Linked DNA regions of Sus scrofa: all the other regions are linked to region 1. The links are chromatin contacts, called in public HiChIP or PLAC-seq maps. All regions are on one chromosome and are shown on one strand. The core of a region is the stretch at or near the end of the contact, and the rest is flanking DNA. Distances in the headings are between cores, read along the strand shown. Region 1 has its middle 640 kb from the start of QKI. Region 2 overlaps PACRG (parkin coregulated gene protein). Region 3 has its middle 43 kb from the start of QKI. Region 4 overlaps QKI (QKI, KH domain containing RNA binding).

What was found. HiChIP or PLAC-seq counts read pairs in DNA pulled down with a chosen protein or histone mark.
Region 2: a contact with region 1 is called in an H3K27ac HiChIP or PLAC-seq map of skeletal muscle, with 9 times the contacts expected there. The contact joins two enhancer-like sites. A contact is called at or near these places in 1 of 47 Hi-C or Micro-C datasets (liver) and 1 of 2 datasets of contacts at active chromatin or transcription factors (skeletal muscle).
Region 3: an H3K27ac HiChIP or PLAC-seq map of skeletal muscle shows a contact between it and region 1. The contact joins two enhancer-like sites. A contact is called at or near these places in 1 of 47 Hi-C or Micro-C datasets (liver) and 1 of 2 datasets of contacts at active chromatin or transcription factors (skeletal muscle).
Region 4: a contact with region 1 is called in an H3K27ac HiChIP or PLAC-seq map of skeletal muscle. The contact joins two enhancer-like sites. A contact is called at or near these places in 2 of 2 datasets of contacts at active chromatin or transcription factors (alveolar macrophages and skeletal muscle).

What each region holds. Positions count from the first base shown.
Region 1 is chr1:4,244,377-4,249,971 of Sscrofa11.1, forward strand. No RefSeq gene overlaps it. Among named protein-coding and RNA genes, the nearest start is that of QKI, 640 kb to the right of the region's middle. Within about 2 kb of position 3,110, at least 38 of the 83 cell types and tissues checked have an H3K27ac peak or open chromatin away from gene starts, as enhancers often do. A contact at or near this core is called in liver and skeletal muscle, where this site is marked.
Region 2 is chr1:4,981,767-4,987,361 of Sscrofa11.1, forward strand. The region is part of intron 4 of PACRG (parkin coregulated gene protein); the gene reads right to left. Among named protein-coding and RNA genes, the nearest start is that of QKI, 100 kb to the left of the region's middle. Within about 2 kb of position 2,360, at least 4 of the 83 cell types and tissues checked have an H3K27ac peak or open chromatin away from gene starts, as enhancers often do. A contact at or near this core is called in skeletal muscle, where this site is marked.
Region 3 is chr1:4,923,878-4,929,472 of Sscrofa11.1, forward strand. No RefSeq gene overlaps it. Among named protein-coding and RNA genes, the nearest start is that of QKI, 43 kb to the left of the region's middle. Within about 2 kb of position 2,229, at least 7 of the 83 cell types and tissues checked have an H3K27ac peak or open chromatin away from gene starts, as enhancers often do. A contact at or near this core is called in liver and skeletal muscle, where this site is marked.
Region 4 is chr1:4,792,702-4,798,296 of Sscrofa11.1, forward strand. The region is part of intron 3 of QKI (QKI, KH domain containing RNA binding); the gene reads right to left. Among named protein-coding and RNA genes, the nearest start is that of QKI, 88 kb to the right of the region's middle. Within about 2 kb of position 3,225, at least 4 of the 83 cell types and tissues checked have an H3K27ac peak or open chromatin away from gene starts, as enhancers often do. A contact at or near this core is called in skeletal muscle, where this site is marked.

The DNA of each region.
Region 1 (5,595 bases), core at 1,860-4,359:
CGGAAGGGGCCTGTGCTCAGCTTAGGGTTCGATGCGGCCGTCTTGAAATCCATGAGAGCTTTTGAACAAGGGCCTACATTGTTCTTTTTTGACAGCAGGTCCTGAAAACTCTGTTGCCAGTTCCTCCTGTGCTCCAGGTTGCATCATCCCATTCAGTTTTCTCTGTTGGCACTTCCATTATTCAAAGTGATCCCTTTGTTAATCTGTTTACTGACCTTTCCCTTCTCCAAGACGTGAGCTCCAGCAGAGCAGTAACTTTGCCAGCCTGGCTCAGTCCCGTGCCTCCAGCCCCTGGCACAGGGCCAGACAGAGGTTGAGTCTCAGTAAGCACAGAGTGAATTAATGACTCAGGCAGAGCACTAAAAATACAGCCGGGAGTCCGAAAAACATGGAAAGAAGTCAATGCTAGCTGGGCTTTGTGCCACGGCTTCAGACTCATTTCCCCACTGATGTGCGATCCTGACTAATGACTTGTGCGCATGACCCCTGAGAGTCAACCCCTCACCACAGGTGAAGATCCAGAATAAGACGTAAACACCGAGGGCTAGCCTGCCCCACCAGGGGTCTCATCCAAGCACTGCTTCCAGCCACCCCCGCTCCCGGCGTCGTGGAATCCCAGTGGTGTCCAGAGGGGTCCTTCCTCCTGCCTTTGTGGGCCTCCAGGAAGTGACCTCAGCCCTGCTCCAGCCCTGGACCAGGCTGGCCTGGCCGCGGCAGCCTTCCTAGGTGGAATGTTGGGACAAAGGGAAGTTCTACCGGGCCTCCTGAGAACGTCCCTCCTAGATGTTCAGAAGGGCTCCTGCAAGGTACTCTCCGCCTCTGCACACTGTCTGCCCTAAAACGGGCCTCAGAACCATTAAATCCTAGCTCCCCACCAGCCCAGGGGTAAAAGCATCAGTGGAAGAGAGGCCAGTGGAGGAAAGGCAGGGCCAGGAGCTGCCTGCTGTTGGAGACACTGAGCAAACTTGAAACCTGCCAAGTGCAGAGGACTAGTTTCCCGCTTAAGCTGGTTTGTTCCAGTTCTCTGTTATTTGGAGGCTGCAGCGTCTGAACTGCTTTGTAATTATCGCTTTTCTACAGAAAGAGAACATCAGTGAAATAGGTCTTCATTTGCATTTGCCATATACCCTCTCCTATGTTCAAGAATATGCAGTATTTGGAGTTCCCGCTGTGGTTCAGCGGTACATGCCCGACGAGTATCCATGAGGATGCAGGTTCCATCTCTGGCCTCACTCAGTGGGTTAAGGACCCGGCATTGTGGTGTGCTGTGGAGTAGCTTACAGACGCAGCTTGGATCTGGTGTTGCTGTGGCTGTGGTATAGGCCAGCAGCTACAGCTCCTATCCTACCCCTCACCTGGGAACTTCCATATGCCATGGGTGTGGCCAAAAAAAAGTATTCAGTAATGAAATTTACTTTTCCAAAAATTTCACTATATTCATGTTTGAAAACAGAGACTTTAGCCTTTTATTGTACGTCTGCACATAATGACCATCAAGACGGATCTTACATCAGAGGGTCTCTGTCAAGAAGCCAGGACTGACTGGTTGTGCTTAGACAATGAACTCTTGTGTCTGGGATCACAGCCCAGCCCCACCCCCTCCTCACCTGGGACGAAGTCAAAGGTCATGAGTTCTCTGCACCTCCCTGGCTCCTGGGCTATGATAGGAACAATTGCACTAACCCTGACCTTGGAAGCTGATTATGAGGATTCAGTAAACTGGGGCCATGCTGGTGTGAGGTTCACTGGTTCAGAGACACTCCTTGTCGCCGATGCATCCACCAAGAAAGAAGAAGGTACATAGTCAGTCTCTACCCACGAGATCGTAATCACCTTTGGGAGATGATCATTGTTTGCAGAAAGACACAAGGCGCAGATTAGCATGAACTGCAAGCGCAGTGGATGTGAGAAGAGGAAGCACCTGCCAGGGCAGAGGCAGCAAGAGCTTCTGGTGAAGATGGGCAGAGGTGGGCGGGGAGAGGACGACCTGGACCTGCGAGGGGACCCTGATGCCGCCCACGGAAGCCAAACAGGAGGCACAGAGGAGGGAAAACTCAGGGCCTCCATGGTCGTTGGCGGGAGTGGTGTGGAGGGCCTTACACCAAAGGGTTTAGCAAAGCGGAGTAAGAAGGCACCTAAGAGAGGCAGGAATGGGAACTTCACAAAAGAGTCAGCCTTGGAACGGTCTCCAGAAGGCAACAAGGAAACAAAGCAAAAAGCTTTAAAGAACATTTCGTTTAATTTTGAGACAGATAAAAAGAAAAAAATAATAAGGATGAGAGGATAGAATCCCGAAGGCAAAAAGACCATTAAAGAGATATTTCAAATGTTCTGGTTTGAGAGAGTGAACGTGGACTGATAGGGGCTTCGGTACAAGGATGATAAAGATGGTGATAAAACATTTCCACCTTCTCTCCCTCTCCCATGCTCATCTTCAAACTAACGGCTAATACTTTTCACTCTAGGGGTTAGACGAAAACACAAAATTTGAGAAAACGTCAATGTTAGGAAAAAAATAGGAAAAGAAAAAAAGTCGGCTTAGAGCTCTTCCAACCACAAGAGGGCGCTCCCGGACCCAGGAGCAGAGCTGGGGGGGACTGAGCCCGGATCATTAACGGAACTAGCGGGAGGGCTGCCCAGAAGTCCGGTCTGAAAGGGGTTACCTGGGCAGTTACAACGTGGAGACAGCCTCTGGCCTTTACCTGTGCCCTGTGACATCCACATGATCAATCCTAAGACCCGGAAAGGCACTGAAGGCTTACAAACTTAAGTACTCCCACTCTCGGTAGCAAGTCAGGATTCAGCCTCTCCAGTAAGTGGCGGATGCCCCGCAGGCAAAGCAGGAATGTCCTGATGGATCCCCAAGATTGCAGCATAGGATGCTTTCCTCCTGGGAGCTCCACTCAGCAAGGGGATTCCGCCCTACGGCAGCTGGTGACACAGGTCCGGCCCGACCTCCATTGCCCGACGTGCCCAACCAACTGGGAGAGCGCCAGGGTGCCCAAGATAAAAATAGGATGTTGCCGTGGAGCGCTGGACAGGCTGGCAGATGACACAGGGCCTTGGGAGAGCCTGGAGCCCTGCCCAGAGGCCGTCCTCGCCCTCTGCCGGCCTCGACAAGGGGAGGGGAGTTGGAGCTTCACAGGGAGTCCTGCCAGGAAAGGGCCGCGAGGCAGGGGAAGGGTGGGGAAATCATTTTCCTGTGAGTCAAAGGACAACAGCTGTCACCACGGAGGGAGAAGAGGTGGAACACTGGGTCCAAGCCTTCTCTGGAGCAGTGGCAGCTGAGTCAAAACAAGCAGTCAGAAACATGAGGCCCTTAAAAATACAGTAATTCATGCTACATCAAAGCAGTGATTAGCACAGCTTCCTGGCTGTCTCTCTGTTTATTTATGGTACATTACACATTTTAATGCTATTTTCATAAGGTATTTCAGCTGCCACGGTGCCATATTTGGGAGACAAAAGTGCCTAAGAAGTGCTGCAATTATCGGGCACCCACCCCCAGCCATCCATGAGTCTGGTGTCAACCACAATGACCACTACTTCCCCAAAGGAGAAACAGAAGAGAGAGTGTCCCCATGCAGCCTGCAGGAAGACAGGATGGAAGAGGACGCGGGAGCTGGGAAGAGGGGAGGGCACAAAGGCCAAGTTCATCTTGATTCGTCTCTTGTGGGGAAAGAGGTCAACTTTGAAGTCTTCCTTGAGATACTTCTTTTATTAGGTCATAGGACCCAGTCATCTGTTGGGGATTGCTCACCCAACTCTGGAAGCCAACAGCCCTCTCCGCAAACCAGCTTTATTTTAAATACACTTGAGTTCATGCCAGTGTCCGGGTGGGAGCTGGGAAAAGTGAAAAGCTGCTGGAAATTTCCTCACTCCTCCCCGTGACTTTCTTTCTTTTAAAGAAGGGTGGGGCGAGCATGAGTCCACTTAGGGAACAGCTCCATTCACCTCATATCAAATAGACAAGAGGCATCCCTCCCGCAGGTAAATTTAATAACCGTTTCCTCCAAGTCTGACTTCTCCTTACGATCAACCCCCGAAAAATGCAAGTCGGTGAATGTGTGCCATGGAATATGTCATCTCGGTGTTCAGAGATAAAGCGGGGGGGACAAATAAGAGAAGGTCAGGACAGCGAAGGAAAAAGACTCAGCCCTCACTGGCCCTGGGTCGGGTAACTCAGGAGAGCCGACGGGCGCCTGAGCTGAACCTTCACAACCCACCACGTGGATGCCCAAGAGGCTGCTTTCCGACGGATGAAGGTTCAATGTCATGTCAAGACAGCACTGCATTCATTGTCGAAGTTTCTATTGAAAACTGATTCCTTTGCCGATGTTGTTAATGTTTATGAAATGCTGGAGACGGGCGAGCTTCCAAAAGCAATTCATAGCCGGTTTCCCTGATTTTATGTCTGAGGCCACTGTCCTGTGGCCCTTCCCTGGATTTATCTTTAGGGCCCTTGGATTTATCTGAGGACTGGTCTCCTCACAAAAGTTTCCAACACCAGTGCCAACAGTCTCGGGTGTTGGAACTGGGTGTCTAGGAACTGGCTTCAGCCTGAAACGCATCTCACACAGACCACTTAAGAGCCATCTCAAGATAACTCCGGTCAGAATTTAACCAGCCACCTACAAATAAAGCACATCCCATGACTCTACTCTGAAGGCATTTGATTCTCCAAAGCCTCTTATTTCCAACAGTTGCATCAGCTGTAAACATACACCACACACTGGTGTTTGGTGAGTCAGGCCTCAGCAAAGAGCAGTGTCTTTTTCTGTATTTCTAAAGTTAAATTAGTTTGACTTTGAAGCATAAACTCACCAAAACAAAAGCTCAGGGACGTGTAGGTTTTGGTTGCTCTCCTAATCCTAATAATAACAGCCAACATTTAATAAGTGTCAGGCACGGCCTGTTCTAAGCAGCATCCAAGTGGGGTTTCAGTTAAGCCTCACAGCGCTCTCAGGTAGGAACATTGAGCCGAGAGACAGTGGCCCAGTAATTTGCTGAAGACCGTGTGGCAGTAAACAGGGGAGCCAGAAGCTGAGCCCGGACAGGCTGCGGGAGGGCCCCTGTTATCCACCGTGTGCTCCTCCCTGGGTCTGGGTGCATTTAACCTGGCGGAGGTCCCCGGGTCGCCTCTTTATGCATGAGGGCACGGCCCCGCTTCCTTGACAAGACAAACTGATTTCAAGAGAAAGCAAGTCCTTTTCTACCTCTTAGCAAGTTAAGGCAGCTCAGGAGCCAGGACATTCCTTGTTCAATTGGGGATTGTCATTGTTGCTGTGTCATCTCCATTTGTTTCATGGGTGGTGCTGCTTCTGCCCGAAACCGGAGCACTATGTGGGTTAAAATGTGCTCCCAAACGTTGATGTCAGATTCACACCACGGCGTCAAAGACCAGAGCCGGGGAGGTGTGGGTGCTGGTTCAGGTCCTGGTGCGGGAGGCGTCTGCTCTCCACCGTCTGCGTCCAGAAGTCTCATCGAAGCCAGGAAACACGGTTACCGTGTGGAACGCGGGAATCCACGGTGAGTTCCTGGCAGGAAAGGCCTTCTAAGCAGAGAAGTAGAAGGCATTTCCTCCAAAGTACCAGG
Region 2 (5,595 bases), core at 1,110-3,609, 740 kb after region 1:
TGGCAAACATCCTGGCAAGCAAGCACACTTGCCGACTTCTGTTAATCTGGATGAGGAAAAACCTTCAGATTGGTGGAGAAAACTGGACCAAGGGCTCAGCTGATTTCTGGCCGTCACTCTGGGGTTCCCTACCAGGGATCAATCATCCTTCAACCCCCCAAGGCCTCTAAATAAACCATCCCGTTTAATTTCAGTATTTTGGAATACTGTCTGCTGAGGAACGCTGCCCTCTACATGCTTCTATGCACAAGATACACATTCTTAGATGTGAAGATCTGCCACGTGATGTGAGCCCCTGTGCCTCAGCTGCTCATATTTTAACAGAGATCTTTGGTTCATGAGAGCAGCTCTATTGATGGGGATTTTAGGAGTCAATGGACTCTGGCTTTGCCAGCACTTGTGGACAAATTCCCTGGCTTTGGGATGACAGCAAATCTGTCATTTTCTCTCCTTCCAGATGGTACAGCTCCAGGTGTGGAGTCAGGAACTGGGGAACTCAACTACCCCGATATGTCTGTGGGCGTGGGCTGAGGGAGAGGCCCATGGAGAAGGTAGAGGGATGTAAATCCCAGGAGAAAATCAGGAGCTGGGTTCTGATCTGACCCCAAGTGTGGTGGTCTAAGTTCTGTGATTTTAGGAAGATCAACGGTGTGGGGTTCTAGGAGCTGAGGGTAGAGTGAAGAACTAGAGGGGTACAGAAGGAGTTCACAGTCTGGAAGAGGAGGCAGATATTAATACCCTGATAAACCAGACAGAACAAGAGTACTTGAGTGAGAAGTTCTAGCAAGGAATGAAAATATGGGTTGTGGCAGAGAGGGGCTGGGAGGGATCAGCTTGGGCCAGTGACCAGGAAGGTCTTGCTGAGAAGGTTAAACTCAAGCTGAGTGCTGAATGCTGAGAGTAAGCCAGCATTGTAACAAGCAGCCTGGGAAGAATGTGCCGCACAGAATAGCCACTGCAAGAAAGGCCTTGAGGTTGGAACAAGTTGTCATCAGAGAGCACGGTATCACCCGGCTTTGCGGTTGCTCTTTCCACTGCTGACGCTGCTCTATATAACTGCAGTTTTTAATGACTTTAACAGCTCTGGGGTGAAGGGGTATGACGGACGTCGACCCTCCCTAGTTAGGGACACTGTCTCCTGCCAGGTTTTCACAGTTTTGGATAACGATGCAATAATGACTGTATCTTTGTGTATACAGTCTTTTTCTTTAGTTCTACTATTTCCTTGAAACAATTCTCAGAAGTGAGGTTACTGCTTCAGAGAATACAAAAACTTAGTAGGTTATTGGTATATATATATATCCATATTGATTTTCAGAAAGGATGCCAACTTAGGTTACCAGCAACGTAAGAGCTTACCTGTTTATCACAGCACTGGATGTCGTAATAAAAAATTTTGTAAATTTTGTTAATTCAGTACATATAAAATGTTACTTTGTTAATATTTTTCTAATTACTAAGGTGTGCTAACATTTCCCAATGCATTTTTTTTTTTTTTTTTTGCCGCATGGATTTTTTTTTTTCCACTTATGAGAATGATTTGTTCTTATCTTTAGTCTGTTTATTTATTGGGTCTCTCTGCAGTTAGATATCCTACGCTCTCTTCCTTTGTCTGAATCAGCACTGTTTCAGAGAGTGGAGGGTGGAAAAGAAATGCTGTAACTTCTAGAGGTGGCCCGGGGCAGTGGTACCCTGGGAACTGAAAGAATCGGAGGGATTGTGTTCAGAAATGTGGAGGCAATAGCATAATAAATTCAATTACTTTGAGTAACTTAATGGATTATCACCTCCAGAAGGAGGAACATTTATAATGTGGAGATTTCTAAAAGGCTTCTTTACACCTTTCCTTAGCATCACCCATCCATCTGTCCACCCACCACCCACCCATCTCTTGCTTCCTAGGTCATTCTCTGAAGGACCATGCTCAGTGACCCACCAGGCTAGTCATAGGTGGGACCTCATGAGAGGGCGAGTCCAGCCTTCACTTACAGTGTACCTTAAATCAAGACTTTGGGGGTAACCTTCAGATTGGATGATTTACACATGAGGCCACATGGAAAATCACTGTTATTTTGGTTTATCTGTGCGAAGTGTTCATTTGTTAAATGTTAACTCTGTGATATACTACAACCTGTGTTGGCATGTCTACCTTTTTGTATTGCATGGGGAGCCCCTAAAGATGAAGGTGGCACCGGGAGGTACAAGCTGGATGCAGAGCTAAGCCGGAGCATTTGTTCTCACTAAATGTTAAAAGACCAGTAGCAGTGGAAACTGAAGTCTGCTATTTATCTTCAGGCTAGGGATAGTGCAGACAGCTGCAACCTGAGCCTCCTCGTAAAGCCATGCCAGTACCCTTAACCGTGACCTCCGGCAGGAGACGCATTTCAGTGGGTGGACTGATAGCTCTTTCAGGCACAGATGAGCACTGTTGGGTCCATTTTGTTTTGAGGCCAGGTGATTAACCCGTGGGCCCTTGTTAGTGAATCACCGGGAAAAAATGTCTTTACCTCTTACTGCAACTTTAACAAGACAAAGCTTTCTAGTGGGAAGAAAGTTGCATATGACATCGAGAGGAGATTTTTTTTTTTTTTTTTTTTTGTCTTTTGTTGTTGTTGTTGCTATTTCTTGGGCCGCTCCCGCGGCATATGGAGGTTCCCAGGCTAGGGGTGGAATCGGAGCTGTAGCCACCTGCCTACGCCAGAGCCACAGTAATGCGGGATCCGAGCCGCGTCTGCAACCTACACCACAGCTCACGGCAACGCCGGATCGTTAACCCACTGAGCAAGGGCAGGGACCGAACCCGCAACCTCATGGTTCCTAGTCGGATTCGTTAACCACTGCGCCACGACGGGAACTCCCGAGAGGAGATTTTTAAGGTGAAAACAAACTCGACGAAAGGACTTTGAACCTGGTTGGCGCTGAGCTCTGACAAGGTCAGATTGATAACTGAGGTGCCATTCCATTAGTCAAGATAAATGTCATTATTTGGGTAGCTATTTCAGGACACATGACCCTTAGTTCTGAACTATCTGGGTATTTCTTGTACATTTTTCACTTCCTTTTATGTAGTTACAGCCTGTTACAAGATGGAATGTTAAAAATTAAGAAAAAGCCAGCTGTTTACAGAGATCAGTGTGGAACATTTACAGTTGTTTTTCTTATATGGACAAGCTACCGGCAAGTCTAATCAGTGCTCTCTCAAAGACCAAGGTAAAATATAACCCATGAAACACATCCAGGGCTGCACATGTTAGCCCACTGCTACGGTCCTTCTTCAGTGATGAGTCTGTCAGGGAACCAGTGATTAATCCTCTAGGAAACTACACACCTAGGACCCCAAATGTTACGGATCTAAAAAGCCACATGGTAAATAAAACTACTCAAATTCTAAGTTCCTTTAAGTCCTGTTAAAATTGTTATTTTGCTTGAGGGAACGAAATTGACTCACTTTTAATTTTTTCTACTCTTTCCTTAAAAAACCTTAAGATGGCAAATCAGAATTTGGGGAGCGGAGTAGACTCCAGGGGTCTCTATTTTCTGCCGAATGCAGTTGAAATTCTACCAAAAACAAGATCTCAAAAGTCTACCAAAGACGCAGGGGACCGTGGGCTTGAAGGAAGGTGACCCAGAGAAGGGCGTGGGCTGCCTTGTGCAGACACAGACCCTAGCAGAGCCACAGAGGTGTCTCTCGCTCCCAGGAGGTAGGGGACCATGGCATCTTGCCTGCGGTTTGTTGAGCAAACTTCTGATTGAGCAAAGGTCCGTGCTCTCCGGTCCTGGAAACACGTCTGGGGCCTCAGGATACTGAACTGACCCTCTGCGGAGAGCAGGTGTCAGCATCAAGTGGAGTCTTACGTTGCTTCCCTTAATCCTCAAGCAGTTCCGTGAGGTTGGTGACGAGGATGAAGGGGATGGAAAGGTACATAATGATTTCTCCTCCCAGGTACTTAGGTAAGTGACGGCATAGAGATGAAATCTTAAGTAGGTAAAATTCTGGTCACATATGTGTAAGCATGCTATTGGTGTTTCTAACACTATAATCATCATTATAACATCAGTATCAATGCCTCATCACAGGGTAGTGGTGAGAATTAAATACACTAACCTATATTAAGCACCTAGCCCAAAGCTTGACAGGTACTGGGCACTAGACAAGTGTTTGCGTCCCTCACGTCCCTCCAGGGTCGCCTCTCGAGCAGATAGCATACGCATCAATAAGCCAAATCTACGCATTGTGCAGATGCGTAAATGGTCAGAGATGGGGTTTAATCACAGGTTTCTCTAAAGCTGAAGTCGGAGTTATTTCCATCACAACTTGCTTCCTCTCTCAGGGAGCTCAGGGTCAGTATGGTCAAACCCAGTTTTCTCAGAAATTTCTGACAGTTGATCCTGTAATCACTTTGGAAAGGGGGTCCCTCCTAATCTCCGGGGAATATTTGGTATTAAATATATTTCGGTTTATGTCATTCTTCTTTCTATATCCAAGAAGAATTCAAATAACAGAGAAACCAGAGTTGGAGATGAAACTGGATGCATTTAAGATTTTAAAATGTGCCTGTGCCTCTAAGAATAATAATGAAATTATTTATATTTAACCACGTGACACTGCCAATATTGAACAATTTTTGACTTATAAAAATGTCAAATTCATATAGGTTTAATCTAAATTTTAATTTTTTAATGGCGGCATAACTGACATATAACATTCCATTAGTTTCAGGTGTACGCCATAGGGATTTGATGTTTATATATGTTGTCATCACCCCAGTAAGTCTAGTTAATATCCATTACCATTTATAGTTGCAAACCTTTTTCCTTGTGATAAGAACTTTTAAACTCTACCCTCTCAGCAACTTCCAAATATAGAAATACTTACAGTATTATTATTATTTTTGGTTTTTTTTTGGGGAGGGGAGGGGGCGCACCCATGGCACATGGAGGTTCCCAAGTTAGGGGCTGAACTGGAGCTAGAGCTGCCGGCCTACACCCTGGCCACAGCAACGCCAGATCCGAGCCGTGTTTGAGACTTAACACCACAGCTCATGGCAACACCAGATCCCGGACCCACTGAGCGAGGCCAGGAATTGAACCCATATCCTCATGGTTATTAGTCAGGTTCGTTTCCGCTGAGCCATGACGGGAACTGCCTGCATTACAGTGTTATTAGCTATAATTACCATGCTGTACCTTCCATCCCTAGGACTTATTTTATAACCGGAAGTCTGTTGCTTACATTTTAATTCTTCCTATGTGGAAAGAATTGCCATGTGATTCCTATCGTATTGTAGGCACTAGCTGTGTAAGTGTCTTTGGTGCATTTGGCTTCTTTAATTTTGATTCTCAACCACCTTGTGAGGTTGGTAATGTTATTACCACAGTTTTACCTGTAGGAGCCTGAGATATGGAAAGGTGAGATTTGACTTTCAATTCTAAAATGTAACCAAATGTCTTTATGGATAGTTTGATCAAGAAATTTGATTCTGATACATACGAAAACAAGATGAACTAAAAAAAGTCGTATTAAATAATTTCCTTAATAATGGACATATTATTCGACTGAGTGAAAACTGCTTTTCCTCTGTATAGCTTTATAGC
Region 3 (5,595 bases), core at 979-3,478, 680 kb after region 1:
GCTGGATCCTTAACCCACTGAGTGAAGCCAGGGATGGAACCCGCATCCTCATGGAGACATCGGGTTCTTAACCCACTGAACCACAACAGGAACTCCCAGAACTTGATATTTCAACAGAGAAATCTGACATCGTATTATCAGAATCTTCAAGGCTGTCAAACATAAACTCCCCATTCAGAATTGACCTCAGTTCCCGAGCCTTGCAGCAAATTCACACCTGGAGAAGACCTTTCCACCTTTAGGACTGACCATCCCACATCCCTGTCCTACGGGGGAAGGCAGTGGAGCTGGAGAGAGGGAACGGCTCCCACCAGCAGCCTCCCGGTTCTCTCTTGGTGGGTGGGAATCCTGCTCAAGCAGTCCATGGCCTCTGACGATAACTTTTTGTTCCAAATTAGCCCAGAAAAAGCGATTTACAAATAATTTACAAAAACAGCCCTTTCTTGCATTTTTGCTCCTGGGCTCCTGTCTCTGATTCACAGGCCACGTCTTTGAGAAGGGGAGCAGGTGGAATCCAGGTGTCAGGCCTGGGCTCCTCCAGGGACTGGTCACAGCCCAATGGGGTTTAAGGGCAAACTCTTAAAATCAGCCCTGTAGTGACAGGGGGCCAGGCCCCATCGCAGGGCTCCTGGAGTGTCGCCTTTGCCGTCTCCTCCGGAAAGCCCTCCAAGGCTGGAGGCTGGCTCTCTCACACTCTTGGTTGTTGTCACCCCTTTTTTAGGGCTGCGCTGGCAGTATATGGAAGCTCCCAAGCTAGGGGTCGAATCGGAGCTACAGCTGCCAACCTACACCACAGCCACGGCAACGTGGGATCCATGCTGCATCTGTGACCTACACCACAGCTCATAGCAACGCCTGATCCCCAACCCACTGATCGAAGCCACATCCCCACGGATACTAGTCAGACTTGTTTCCGCTGCGCCACAATGGGAACTCCCAAAAGCCAACACATTTCAAACCTGGTTTCTGTTCTACGCCATCGTCTTGCCAATCACGTGGCTGTGGAGAGGCGTGGGAGGCACCGTGAAGCCACCAGGAGACCGACTCTCAGGGAGGCCGACAAGCGACCGCCCTTCTGTGAGGCTTGGTCCCCTCACCTGCAAACTGGCGGTGATCTTCCAGGGTGATCAGGGCTCAAGGGGAGCACCCACGGGGCATCCTCGGGTTCTGGAAGCTGTTCAACCCCCCCCCCCCCCCCCGCCTCAGGCTTCCAAACTTCTTTCCAGGCGTGTTGAACCCGCCTTGGTCATCCCCAAATGCCGATGACCATTTATCTTATTCACAAACCATTTTGTGTATCCCTGGATTGTTTTACAGTTTTAACATTTTATTGTTTTGTCTTGTTACTTTTAGCTTTTATTAAAGCTGCCAATTTTTATAATCAATTTTCTGTTTGTATTGTTTACCTTCCTTGACATTGTGATTTGAAAGGATGTCTCTCTCTCTCTTTTAACGCTCTTATCTGCTCTGTGTTTTAGAAGGTCAAGAAGTTTGCTGACCGACTAACAGAATGATCAAAACGTCCCACACCCAGGCTTTCCTTCTCAAACCCCAGAACTGCAGGGTCAGGGAGTCCTCTGCGGTCCGGGTGGGCCGCAGGGCTGATGGATGCTGGAAAAAATGTTGACGATGAGATGCGGAGATGACCCATGAAGTAACCCTGCCCAACGCGGGGCACCCTTCTGCGAGGCCCAAGGCCCGCCATGTAGACCTGTGGGTCCCCCTGCAGGGTTTTCCGTCCCGCTCCGGGCTGCCCCTCTCCCGTGGGGGAAATGCCCCCCTTCCCTGGTAACCCGCGTCTGCTTTCTGTTTGTGCCTCTGCCGACATTTACTTTTATCCACATTTTTTTGGCTCAGCATCTTGGTTCAGATGCCGACCTTAGGCCTTTGCACAAATGCCTTGCAAACACATACGTCGGTCAATGTCAGTATCAGATCGGGTTCGCTCACCCTGGACGCGTATTTATTTATTCCCGTTTTACAAGCTAAGCGTCTCCTCCTGGGCCCGGCCCTTCATTCCCTTAGTTCTGAGTTGTCCGCTCCGCTCACAGGCGCTGAGCTCCTCCGAGGTGCGGGGCTGGGGGCTCCACCCGCCGCCCTCTGAGCGCCTGTGCTGATTGCTGCTCTCCGTCTTCCTTTTCATTGCTTCGGCGTCCTCGGTGTGACTGCGCTCCGAGGTGCCCACACAGCGCATAATATCCCATGACAGGATGCCTTTCCGGGTGCAAACCAAAATAGCACTGGCCTTTGTGCGGCCTATTCCTTTCTAATCTCGTCCTGACACGCCGCCCAGCCTCACCTCTCAAACATTTCGGTCCCTGTCTGACCCACGTCGTGAGGGCTGGGATAGATCTAAGGCGATCTTCTGCGGCTTCTGTATTTGCGAGCTTTGAATCCATTCACATGTTTTCTCCTCACCACCATCTGAATTGCGTCCCTGGTGGGAAGTCAGACGCTTGTTTTTCAATCCGGTTTCCTTCTGCTCACAAAGATGTGAAAGAAACTATATCCAGGCTTGGAAGAGAGGCTCAATTACATTCTAGGAAAGTAACAATTTAGACAGTCTCGTTTTAAGCAACCGCGTCTCTTTTTTTTAAAAATTTAGAGCTGGATGAGAACTGAGGAATCGCTCCCCCAAACCTGAGCTTCTGCGGGGAGGGTGTGCTGAATCAGGATTAGATTCGGGGCCTCCCGCCTCAGTTTGGTCTGTGGGTCCCCTTTCAAGTCTACCTTTTTTAAAAAAAAATATTTTTACTTTTATTTTTTAATTAAAGTATAGTTGATGTACAGTGTTCTGTCAATTTCTGCTATACAGCAAAGTGACCCAGTCATACATACATATACACAATTTTTCTCACATTATCCTCATCGGGTTCTATTACAGGGATTGGCTGGAGTTCCCTGTGCTGTACAGTAGGACCTCATTGCTTTTTTTTTTTTTTTTTTTAAGGGCTGCACCCAAGGCATATGGAAGTTTGCAAATTTCCCAGAGTTCCCAGGCTAGAGGTCAAATCAGAGCCACAGCTGCCAGACGATGCCTCAGCCACAGCAATGCCAGATCCAAGCCACATCGCAACGTACACCACAGCTCATGGCAATGCCAGATCCCTAACCCACTGAGCAAGGCCAGGAATTGAACCTGCATCCTCATGGATACTGGTTGGGTTCATTTCCACTGAGCCACGTTGAGAACACTACTTATCCATCCTAAATGTAATTGCTTGCGTCCACTCGCCCCATATTCCCAGTCCATTCCACTCCGCTCCTGCCTTGGCAACTACAAGTCTGCTCTCCATGTCTGCGAGTCTGTTTCTGTTCTGTGGAAAGGTTCATCTGTGCCATATATTAGATTCCACATAGAAGTGATATCATATGGGTATTTGTCTTTCTCTTTCTGACTTACTCCACTTAGTATGAATTCTACTTTTTTAAATCAAAGATAGGTATGTTAAAAAAAGAGTAAAACCACACCCAAGGCCACATCAATCACACATGTTTCCCGTGCCCTGAGCCCCAAACGTGCCTTTCATCCCAGGCTCCTGGGGCCTCTGACTTGTGTTGCTTAACCCCTCGGGGACCCTGCAAGCTCACTCTGGTCCAGGCGGCCTCCCAGTGCGATGGAACCCGGGCCTCTCTTCCCAGCATCTGTTAACCCCCGGTGATGGCCATGTGTCTGCAACAGTTGTCGCTGGCAGCCATGCCCCCTCATGTTGCCTGACTGACTGCATCTCTTTCTTGATAGGGACTGCGTTTTATTTTTGGACAGCTCGGGTTGTTAGAAAGTTTCCCCTCTGATCAAGCCAACTCTGCCTTATCCTACTGCCCTTCCTGGGTCCGTGTTGCTCCGTGACCTTCAAGCAGACTTGGGTCTTTCCCTGCCCTGCTCCTTGACCATGGCCGTCCCCTCCCCTGACCTGCCTCATTTTGACCCCTCGTCCTATTTTCACTTTTCACCGAAGCTTTGCCATTGACAACCCAGCTGGAGTTTCCCCCCGGCTTTTTCTTGACACTTTCTCTAGGACACCTCCTCTGGCATCGACCGCCCCACCACCCCGGCTCCTAGATCTTGAAGGTGTTGAGTTTGCTGCCCCCCCAAGTCAGGAGTAGCCGGGGTGATGGCTCGCCCCACCAGTGTTGGGCCCCGTCAGTTTGGGAATGAGCCTTGGCCTTGCAGGTCTTAGCTCTGTCCTCTGGAGCAGCATCGGGTACATCTAATCCCTGCTGGTATTTCAGGAGCATCACCCCACCCCTCCGGCACGGCTCTGCTCCCTGTCCTGTGCGCTCTTTTAAAGGGTGGATATAAATGCCTGTGTGTGGAGATGGTGCTTGACCTGCACAGGGACCAGGGGCGTTCTCCTGCCTTGGCTGGAACAGTCTATTTCATCAGTGCCGAGTCTTGCCATGGGTTTTGTTTAGCAGCGTGATCACACCCTGAGCTGTGGCCAACCAAATACATCCACCTCTTCCCCTCTCAACTGCGGAGGTGCCGTAAGCCTGGTCCCGATTCTTCTCTGCTTCCAAATCTGGTGCATCCTCTTAACTCCTATTTCACCAGGATAGCTTATGCTAGCTGACGGATGTCTTTTCGAATCCTGATTCTTTCTTGTGCCTTTACCCTTGTTTTTATTAATATATGAATTGTGGGCTTCCAAAGCCTAGGCGGGCATGTTCAGTAAGGGCACAGGTTCACTGCTCTGAACAGCTTTGCATGTGCCCTGGTGTCCGTGAAATAAGGAATGGATGGTGGATGGCAGGGGCCGGGTTTCCCCTGTTGGAGGGATGTTACAGATGCCCAAGGGGCAAGGCGGGGTTAGAGGCAGAGGCATCAGGATGCATGTGCGTTTAGCTTAGTACAGATTCGGATAGCTGGATACAAGAGTAATTGCAGGAGTTCCCACTGTGGTTCGGCAGTAACGAACCCCACTACTATCCGTGAGGACGTGGGTTCAATCTCTGGCCTCGATTGATGGGTTAAGAATCTGGTGTTGTCCTAAGCTGTGGTGTAGGCCTGCAGCTCCAATTTGACCCCTAGCCTGGGAACTTCTGTGTGCCGTGGGTGCGGTACTAAAAAGATTGAAAAAAATACATCTACCTGGGCTCTGGGAAACCTAGCTAGGTTGACACAGCCCAATACCACCAGTCAACTTCTTATTTTGGTACCTACACACATTTCCTGTAACCATCCTTAACGTCCAAATAAATAGAGTCATGCTTTCAAAAAGGAAAAAAAAAAAAAAAATCTACCCAAGTCCACGCTGACATAAAGAAATGACTGAATTAATACACAGATTGGGGGTGAAGGGACGAATACCTTTGAGAAGAATTCCAAAGCATTTACACAGACACTCCCCAGCCCCGCTCTCTGCCCTTGAGTGTGGCTGGACTTCCAAAGAGCTGAGTCCAGAAGAGAGAGAGGAGTACATCCCCACTGGACAAGCCTGGTAACCCCTCCCTTGGCCGGGTGATGGGGCTACTGGTGTCGCTGGCCATCAGTGGGTGGTTTCACACTTGCTGTGATGAGAGGCGGAGGCACTTCACCTCCGTGATCTCCCCACATCCATTAACCGCAGTCTATTCGTGAGGAAAACATCCGAA
Region 4 (5,595 bases), core at 1,975-4,474, 550 kb after region 1:
ACTGGATTTTCTTTGAAAAATAGTGTTTTCTAATTGTTCCATGCTACAAGAACAAGTGATTTTATTTTCAGCAGTTAACAGAAACTATTACACTATGAATGAAACTCTGTCTGCAGCTCATACTTTGCAAACAATTTACCTACATGAAATTTAACCTTACAATCAACAATACCTAAACTATATTCCTTGCTCATAAATGAAACATCTTTAAAACCAACAATAATGAAGGCCTTCCAATAAAGTATAAAACACTCTCTTCCTTAACATATTCCAATTGTTTGTAATCATTTTGAAAAATATATCCAGGAAACCTGGAGACTTCCTAAGTCTGTAGCTCCCCTCAGTTAAGCCACTACTGGAAATAAAACTAAGTATGTATGACCAATGAAAAATTATTTATATGTAAAACACATTATTTTGCAACACTGTTTATCTAAGCATCTTCTAATTAAAATCTATACTTGTCCACTTTGCCTATAAAAAGGCAGGCACTGTATCTTGTATTTGACTGTCTACCATACAAACACAAAAAAATTTTAAGTCTGCTAAATAAAGGAATCAAGAAATGAATTAATTTTCAACTGATGTGACCTATTTTTCTGGAAAAGGGGATTCCTTAGCCAGCTTCTACAGTTCCTTTTTAAGAATCAGAAGTCTCTCTAGATTACTTGAATTCAAATAAATTGGAATCTTACCTAGATAAAAACCTTAATTACCACTTTCCTTCACATTAAATGTTATTTAGTTTGTACACTGAACATAGAAAATCAAAGCCAAGGATGAAAAACAAAAAACAAAAAACAGGTTGAGCAGGAGCAGGTAGACCTACCTATTAAGGAAAAACTAAATACAGGCCAGAAACAGGCCAGGTGACTTCTGACTGGTTTAGCCACCTAGAAATAGCTGTATATCTTCTAATAACATCTAAATTTATATCCCTTGCTCGTCTATGAAACTCTCCTTTATTATCAATAACCACATAAAGCTACTATTTAAGAAGAACAATTATCTGGGTGTGTAGACTACAGTTGCCAGAATTCCATTCTAGCGTGTTTCCAGGTAGCGTGAGAAATAAAGTGTATTTCTTCCCAAGAGACTGGAGGACAAAAGAGAGGTAGTGGCCATTTTGTAGCATATATATTATACACTTTCTTCCAGCTATTTCAATCAAACACTAATCTGGTGGGCTGTCAAAGAATTTTGCATATGTAATTAGTCACTAACCGTTCACGTTGTTCCAAAGGGAGATTATCCTCTGTAGGCCTGAGTCATTCAGGTGGAAATGTTTTGGGATTTGTCCTTTCCTGAAACTCAAGCTACATGAAACATCAAATGGGTCTACAAGCACTCTCCCTGCATGGATCTTCCTTCCTGAGTGCCTGCTCTGGACCCCTGAATAGGTTCTTGCACAAGTGTATAAACCAACTCCTCATAACAAATCCGTGTGTGTGTGTGTGTGTCTCCCCTGCTGCTGCTGCTTTTCTGATTAAACCCGGACTCATACTCTTACTGTTAAGGTTTCACCCTCATAAAAATTATACAGTAAAATTTAAAGTATCCCATTAAGCCACCATAGCATAATTACCACATGAAGGCAAGGAGGCTAACCTTGTTCAATATGTGTTTTGAAGTAGTCTGTATATATCTGTATCTATATACGGCTTTTTAGGGCAGCACCCACAGCACATGGAGGTTCCCACACTAGGGGCAGAATCAGAGCTGCTGGCCTATGCCATAGCCACAGCAATGTGGGATCCAAGCCATGTCTGTGACCTACACTGCAGCTCACGGCAATGAAGGATCCCTGACCCACGAGGCCAGGATCGAACCTGCATTCTCATGGATACTCGTTGGATTCATTTCTGCTATACCACATGGGGAACTCCCAGTCGTAATACGTTTAAGGAATATTTTTTAAGCTGAAAAAATTAAAGATTATTTCAGAATTCAGACCAAACCTACACTGCTAGGAAAGAATTATTTTGGTGTGAAAAAAAAATTCATTTACTGACTATGTTGAATTAATCCTTGTTAATAAAAACAATGGATAGGAGTTATGATGGGAAATTAAAAGACTTCTTTAAGTAACTCATCTAGGCATTAAGGACATATTAAAAAGGCCACAAACTCCTCCCCCAATTTAACTAGATACAACTAGTAATTTAAGATGAATTTTTAGAAATTCTCCACTTGAACTGGGAAAGACCTTCATATTACTGAGTTGCAGCAACAGACACAGAGTAGAATGTGTTTCATGTCTAGGCATACATATTTTTAAGTTTCCGCTCTCTTAAGACATTAATAACCCACAGAAAGATATTAATCTCATTTTTACCTCAACATCCCAGAATATAATTGCATTTAGTTTATTGGTGTTTAATCATAAGAGGATAGTCTTTGAAAACAATTTCTTACATAAATGAACAAATTATGTTGTCATGTGGAGATAGATTTGAGAAAAAGAAAGTGAAAAACTTTGGTCACTTATTAACCATCAGTTGACTAATTTCGTATCTTAAGTAAAAAACAGTAGCTAATTATCTATGCCCCTCCCCCCAAAAGTTAAATATTCAATATTTAAAGTGACTCAATAGTTTAATAAATGAGACATAATATCTCTTGAAATTCCATCTCACATATAGAATAACACATCATCCTATCACCATGTGATGTGATTCCCTTTTCTAATTGTTCTATGTATGAAGAACACATCAATACACTAAAAATTACCTAGGATAAAAATGTAAAACTGTGCCCCTTTATAAACACAATTTCAAGACTGAGTGTACGTCAAATCAAGTGTGTTTGATCCTTTTCATTACCACATATTTTATTACATAAAGACACCAGAATTTCCATCCCCTCATTCATGCCCATTTATGCTGTTTCCAATTACTGTATTATTAAAAACGATGCTGTAGTAAACATTCTGATGTCCATCTTCCAGAATATATGTGCAGGAATCTCTTAAGGAATTGACAAATAGTGGAATTTCCATTGACAGGCCTTAAAAACAAACACCTATGGGAGTTCCTGTCGTGGTGCAGTGGAAAGGAATCCAACTAGGAACCATGAGGTTGCAGGTTCGATCTCTGGCCTTGCTCAGTGGGTTAAGGATCCCTGGCCTCGCTCTGTGGGTTAAGGATCCGGCGTTGCCGTGAGCTGTGGTGTAGGTCGCAGATGCAGCTCAGATCCTGCATTGCTGCGTCTCTGGCACAGGCCAGCAGCTACAGCTCCAATTACACCCCTAGCCTGGGAACCTCCACATGCCGAGGTTGCGGCCCTAGAAAAGACAAAAAGACCCAACAAAACAAAACAAACACGTACATTAACAGACACTGCCAAAGTGCACTCCAAGGTGGCTGTATCAGTGTGTACCCCCGACCTCACTGCATGGGAGTTGGCTTTTCTCCACATTTTAGACCCCGGTAGTGTGTTTATTTTTGGCAACTCAGTGGGTATCAAATGGTGTATCACTCTCATTGTAATGTGTAGTCCCCTGAGCATTAATAAAGTAAAGCACCCTTTCCTGTGTTCATTGTTTGTTCTGGTTTCCTGTTCTGTGAGTTGTCCTTTAACAACACTTGGCCCAGTTTTCTACTGGATTTGTGGCCTTACTTTTATTTTTGAATGAATTCTTTTTATATTCTGAATTCAAATGCTTTTGCGGCTTGTCCTATAATGGTTCATTTTGTATTTCACATAAAAAGATTTTTTTCCTAATGTAGTCATATCTGTCTTCCTTTACGAGTGTTTCTGTCAGTAATCCTTCCTTATCCAGAAGTCACAAAACATCTTCCTGCAATTTCTTCCACTAGTTTGATATTTTGCTCTTCACTTTTACAAGTCTGGGAGCTCCTGCTGTGGCGCAGCAGAAATGAATCCGACTAGGAACCATGAGATGGAGGGTTTGATCCCTGGCCTCACCCAGTGGATTAAGGATCCAGTGTTGCTGTGAGCTGTGGTGTAGGTTGCAGAATGTGGCTCAGCTCTGGTGTTGCTATGGTTGTGGTATGGGCCTGCAGCTGTGGCTCTGATTTGACCCCTAGCCTGGGACCTCAATATGCCGTGGGTGAAGCCCTAGAAAAAAAAAAAACTTTTATGTGTCTAATTCACCTGGAACTTCTTTTTGCATATGCAAACCCAACTCTCCGAGTATCATTTATTGAAGAGTCATTTCTCCACTTCTCAACTGCCATTCTTCTTCATCTACCCCTTCTTTTCACAACATACACATAGTTATTATACTAAAATAGGTGTTATTCTAATTTTAGTGGTCTATCTGCTGTCCCTCAGTAATACAAACAATAAAATGACAGGAATTAAATGCACTCAGAGCACTCCTCCATTTGCATTTACTTTTCTTTTAGAATTGTCCCAGTTACCAATGGTCAGTTTTACTATCTTAAGAACTCTGAATGCAGAGTTCCATATTCTCTTTCCATACACACAGAAAAAGTTTTATTATTTTCCAGTAAGAAAAAAAGAATTAGACTTTATTGACTATTAACTGAGTCAGAGGAGTTCCCTTGTGGTTCAGTGGGCTAAGGATATGGCATTGTCACTGCAGTGGCTCAGGTCACTGCTGTGGCACACATTTGATCCTAGGCCCAGGAACTTCCACATGCTGTAGGTATAGCCAAAAAGAAAAGGAAAAAAAAAAATGATTCAGAAACAAATCATCTGTAAAACATATAATTTCAGTTAGTAAGTTTTAAAATTTATAACACTAAAGTTGTTCACTGCCTTTTCCATGGTTTAAAAAATACCTCCAGTATTTCTAATTTGGCCCTCGTTTCCATTCTTAATATTTATTTACAGTATGTCATCCATTCTAAGAAATTTCTTCCAAAAATATTTTAACATCTTTGAAACCTGCTGTGTCTTACTAGTACTGTAAGCTAGTTGGCAGTAGGACACAGCTGTTCCTCCTGCCTAACCATTCTGAGGAGAGGCAGTCTGTCACAAGCCTGGTGCATCCCAGCATACTCCCCTGAGGTGTGCCAGGTACAAAGCTCATCTATCTTCTCAAACCGAGCAGCTTCTGTTGTCCCTCACATAGGAAACTAAGGAGGACAAAGAGAGCCCATCTTGAGAACCTTGGCACAGGGGACTATTGTCTGTTGCTTGGTCACAAGTGCTGGGACTTTGGCCCCAGTTCCTCTTTAGCAACATAGCACATTGAGTGAACAGACATCAAGCTGGGAACTGGGGCTTAACTGTCAGTGCAAATAGGCTAATACCCTGCTACTGCCTTAGGAGTTTGGGGGGGGGGGTGAGTGGGTGGATGGTGTTTCCACAGCACATGGGGAAGTTCCTAGGCCTGTGCTATAACAGTGACAATGCTGGATCCTCAACCCACAGAGCCACAAGGGAACTCCTCTCTGCTACTACTTTTGCTGTGAATAATCAAGTCTGGTCTCTGATCCAGGAGTCTTGGGTCTTTCACCAGAATACTCAAAAATATGGTGACAAGTTAACTGGTCAGCTTACAAGTAGTATAAAAATCTCAGACCCTTCACTTTCCTTGTCAAGAATGTATATTAAAACTTACAATGACTTGGGAAAAACTACAGGGAAGAATAATGAAGCACT